Linked DNA regions of Macaca mulatta: region 2 is linked to region 1. A link is a contact called in public Micro-C data. All regions are on one chromosome and are shown on one strand. The core of a region is the stretch at or near the end of the contact, and the rest is flanking DNA. Distances in the headings are between cores, read along the strand shown.

Region 1 (2,546 bases), core at 31-2,530:
GTTGCCAGACTGGAGTGCAGTGGCCCAGTCTAGGCTCACTGCAACCTCCACCTCCCGGGTTCAAGCGATTCCCCTGCCTCAGCCTCCTGAGTAGCTGGGACTACAGGCACATGCCACCACACCCGGCTAATTTTTGGTGTTTTAGTAGAGACGGGGTTTACATGTTAGCCAGGATGGTCTTGATCTCCTGACCTAGTGATCTGTTCACCTTGCTTCCCAAAGTGCTGGCATTACAGGCATGAGCCACCGCGCCCGGCCGTGACTCTGCCTTTCTAACAAGTTCCCAGATGATGCTGATGGTGCTGGCCCAGGACCACATCTTGCCCATATCACTCATCCTCCTCATCCTGCATCCCACCAGTTGGTCAAGGTCCTGCTCAGCTGCTACCTTTTTTGTCAATAAAACTGGGCACACTAGCAAAAAATGCACCCCACCCTCCACTCACCTCACTGCTACACCCCTCTGTGCCTGCCAAGACACTTGTATCTGAGCTATTTGGCTGTGTCTCCCTGACCTCAGGGGCCTAAAGTTCTCGTGCCTTTCCCCATACCCCACAGAATCTCATTTAGTACAGCCAGGGACATGCTGCCAGCTGGGGCAGATTCCATTCCATTCACTGGGACCTTAAAGAACTTCAGACTCCTTGATGCAGCACTCAGCCCGGGGGGTCCAAAGATGCAGGATGCCCAGAGACTGCCCTTGAGATTAACATCTGTTTTCTGGGTTATAGTCACTGCTCACTGAGCCCACTCTGCTGTCCTTCCAGCTGCTGGCCTGGGGCATGACTGACCTGAGCAGACCACTGGATGTCCTCCCTGATCTAAACCAGTGGGAGGTTCCTCTCACTAATACACAGTTCCAAGTTCTCAGCTTGACTTGCTGTCTTTGAGACTCAGAAGGGAGGTGTCACTTTCGGTGGTAAGCCACAATATGTAACTCACAGAGGGCAGTTAAGAGGCAGGTGAAAGATGTTTTGCAGCCTGTTGAAATGTCAGTGACTAAGACCCAGGGGTGCTCTGAGAACATTCTCACTTCTCAGTTGTGGGCACCTAAAAGGTTACTGTCCACCTGGTTCTCCTGCCACGTGGACTTATGGCATCATGCCCTCACATCCTCATGGGACCAATGGTAAATTATGGAACCTCAACTCAGCCTGCTTAAGTAAAATGGAAACTCTTTGCTCACCTTTGTGGCTTGGCCCAAGGTGACTCAGAATTGAAAAAGGAGGTACAGGAATCTGAGATTTAGGAACCATGTCTGTTCTCATACATGCCAGGACCCTCTCTCTGTCCATCCCATTCTCATCTCTGCATGTCCTTGTTTGTGGGCCTAACTCTCTCTTGCTGCATTCAGGAGAAAGGGTACCATGCCCACCAAGGCAGTGTGGAATGGAAGGGGGACTGTTCCCCAAAGGAGATAGGAGTGCTAGAGATCCACTCCAAATGGTTAGCAAATGTTAAGTCTTTGTCACAAGTCGGGCACTCTGCTGTTTTACATATATGATCTCATTTGATCCCCAAGCTGACTCAATGAGTCAGGTATGGCATTTTCTGGTCTGACAAATAAAAAGGCATGACACAAATCATACCTCAATCCCTTCTGCCAGCTCCAGTGCTGGCTTTGGGACAGCCAGAAGATGTGACCTGGATGGGAGGATGCATTTCCTTTGGAAATAAGCATATTATCCTCGAAGGAGGGCCCAAAAGCCAATGCTTTAGCTCTGGTTGTCTCTCTATCAGTAGTTATGAAGCTAACACCATAAATGTCAAGTTGTTAATTTTGGGTAATTTAGATCTCTCTATTAAACCATCATTTCTCTGTGAATCTACATTGAAGGGAGAGAAGTCCCATCAAGAAAATCAAACGGGTTTCTTCCACTGTCTCATCCAGCCAAGACACATATCCTTTAGGATAGTATTTAAAAAGACAGATGATCCGATTAGATGAGGATGAGGCATGGGATTCTCCCTCCAGACCATCTGCCATTTGGAGATGTTTTCATGGATCCTAGGACCCTACCCAAAAAAAGGACTCCTCTCTAGCTCTATTTCTGTGACCACTTCTTGCCTATATTTTCTCTAAGAAGAAATGGGAGTTGAGACTTGCTCACAACTTTACCATTAAGAGAAAATAAATTATAACAGAGCCTGGTCACTACCTGTCTGAGTGGTCCGCTGACCCACCAGGGGCGTGGCTCCTTGGCTGCTGAGTTTCTCAAGGCTGAGAGCAGCCCCTCCAGTGTTCTTACCTGACTGGGGACTTCATGCAGCCACAGGCACTGCCTCTTCTGCTCTCCATCACATCCTGACTCACAGCACAGTGGCTGGCACACAGCAGGTGCCCAAGAAGTGTTTGTTAAACAAATGAGCGATATCCCATTCTCCAGTGGTGCCTCAAACCATAACTGAAATCAGTTGGTGACTCCAAGTCAAGGTCACTGTGCTGAACATTATAGTTATAGGCAGCAGGGACCATCCTTTCCCAGGTCTGAAAGAAGGACCCAAGTTCCTCAGAGACATCCATGGTTCTTCTCCCTGGTCAGTTC
Region 2 (2,546 bases), core at 14-2,513, 180 kb after region 1:
GGAGAGCCAGTAATGTGTCCTGCCTTTCTCCACCCTCCTCCCTACCACCTATCCACACCTGGGTGCCCAAGATGGGTGTAGACTTAGCTGACCAGCCCAACAACATACTCATACCTTGGTTCAGACTTCTCTTATTACCAAACTAAAGTTGGCCAATACACATAAACAATTTTCAACTTGTCTTTTGAACGTATACTTTATGAAATCTGTATGTCTTAAAAATTGTAGGCCTTAAAATGAACGAACCTGGATTCTTGTATAGTAATCAAGTAAAATATAGGGATCTTAATCCTGTACTTTGCTAATCTTAAAGTTAGATGTGATTAACTGAGCAAAGTAATTAATTACGGGATTTTGATAGTGGTGATATTCGTAAGTTTTATAACCTAATTGTTCAATTACTGGAAACAACTACATTTCGACAAGCCTTAGGTAAAGAAAATTGAATTTAGACAGAGAAGATTCAATTGAGGGAAATGAGGGACAGTGGTATTCGTGATTTAGGGTTTGTGGAAGATAAATTAGGCAGCAGGGAAGACTGAAATATCGGGAGGAAGTCAGATCTCACTGGACACTTATGACTGGTGAGGCTAGGAGTTCGGGGTGGAGCGAAGTAGGAAGGACCGGCTAAGGGGTGGATCCCCAACAACACCAGAATACAAGACCGCCCTTGTTCGGCCAACATCTGCACTGAACACGTTCGCTAAGTGTGTCGGTGACCATGGTAACGGTGGGAGGGGGCGGCCCAAACCTCGCCCTCGAGCATGCTCAGTGCAGAGCGAGCCTGGTCGAGTGCTGGACAACAATGAATCCCTTTTTTCTTCAGCCAGAGAACTACAATTCCCAAGAGCGTTCTCGGCGCGACGACACCGCCTTCCGCTGTGGCCCTGCCTCGTCCCCACCCTCAGGCCCCGCCCTCCGGTTAGACCCCTCCCCTCCCTGGGAGTGTATGTCAGTGAACCAGAGGCGGTGTGAGGTGGAGGGACCGTCGGGGGGCGCCGCCGCCGCCTCCACCAGCAGCAGCAGTAGCAGCAGCAGCGCCAGCCCCGCGGCGCGGTCGAATTGGTCCCCAGCCCTCCGGGAGTGCACCACAAAGCAGCCCCAACGCCTCTCCCTGCTTCCGCGGCTCCTCAGCGCTCGACTTCGTGGTCAACTTCCCCTCGCTGGGCTCGGCTGGCTGGCGCGGAGGGCAGCGGCGGAACGGCGGGCTGTCTGCTCGTGCTCCCCGCGCACAACACTTCACCCTCTCGCCTCGGGTCTCAGGGGCCGCGCTGGGATCCCGGCCACCAGCAATTGTCCGGTAAGTGTGGCCGCGGGGCGCCGCTGGATGGATGGCGGCGGGGCCGCCGAGGGGCGCGGGGAGGGCGGGCGCGCAACTTCCTCGGCGGCTTCTCCGGCGGCCAGCCAGCCAGCTCTCCCCGCCCGCTGCGCGCCCCCGCGGCGGCGGGGAGCGGAGTTTGCGGCGCCTCCATCCCGCGCCCTGGCAGGAGGAAGCGCCTTTGTCAGAACCGGCCCTGTGCGGCCTCCCCCTCCGCCCGGGAGCCGGGCGCGCGGCGGCCAACTCCGAGCCCCGCGCCTGGCTGGCCGCGCGCTCAGGCTGCGAGAGGGGTGCTCTGCGGGTGGCGGGTAGGAGAGGGAAATGGGAGAAACAAAAGGGGCGGTGGGTTTCCCTTTTGTTTGTGCGGATCTGATAACTTCTTTTCCTCCCTTACATAACGCAGACTTCCAAGTTAGTCATTCTTTTTATTGTTATGATTGTTGTCATCATCTCCGCGCGTCTTTCACATTTCCTTTCATCTTCGGATCTCAGAGCATTTTAAACACGCTAATTAATTTCACCCCTGGGTCCCCTAGGAAACAATACGCCCGTTTCCCTAAGTGGGTAAACTGAGGTCGTGAAAAGCTCCCTGATGGATACGCTTGATCTTTTACCGCGCCTGGTATCTGAGGATATGAAAGAGTTTATGAGGAAGAACCCGTTCTCAAATGCCCCGTGGAAAAGTTAAAGATGCTCATTTTACTTACAGGTTAGCTGAAGTCCAAAAGATGTCTAGGTAATTGTTACGTAGTTCAAACCATAATTCTTCTTACATAGTGTTTGAATCTTAAAACCTTTAAAGAGTTACTGAGAAATGCTTCGAGTAGGGAAATTAATGTAAATCATAAAGTCACGTCACCATCTACTTTTATTTTTGTATGTGTAGGTCTCTTAGAGGCAAGAGAGCAAGAATGGGACAGAGGGCATAGGTTTTTTAAAAATGTACATTTAACAGATTTTAATCACTACACAGAAGGAAATGTGCTTTGGTTTTAACAGCACCAACAATATTCCTGTCGTTAAGTCATCAAACAGTATATCAACAAATATTATTGAGAACTTTATTCGTAAGATGCTGGTTGTGCTAAAAACTGAAGCTTTATACTTTATAGATAAGAAAAGGTCATCTGTTTCGGTTCACAGGCTCTACTTTTTCTTACTCTGCAAAATGTTACTTTGTTTTCTTTGCACATAATCTTTTGTTTCAGAAATCGCATTGTCCTTTACT

What was found. A called contact is a pair of places that touch in the nucleus more often than the background predicts.
Region 2: a contact with region 1 is called in a Micro-C map of CD4 T cells, with 8 times the contacts expected there. The contact joins the promoter of PELI1 here to the enhancer-like site in region 1. A contact is called at or near these places in 3 of 14 Hi-C or Micro-C datasets (CD4 T cells, fetal cortex germinal zone and liver).

What each region holds. Positions count from the first base shown.
Region 1 is chr13:60,402,246-60,404,791 of T2T-MMU8v2.0, forward strand. The region is part of intron 1 of LOC114671954 (a long non-coding RNA gene); the gene reads left to right. Among named protein-coding and RNA genes, the nearest start is that of LGALSL, 130 kb to the left of the region's middle. Within about 2 kb of position 1,281, at least 6 of the 40 cell types and tissues checked have an H3K27ac peak or open chromatin away from gene starts, as enhancers often do. A contact at or near this core is called in CD4 T cells, where this site is marked.
Region 2 is chr13:60,582,072-60,584,617 of T2T-MMU8v2.0, forward strand. It overlaps PELI1 (pellino E3 ubiquitin protein ligase 1), which reads left to right and starts at 1,264. Exons shown (of 7, transcript NM_001260952.1): 1 at 1,264-1,300.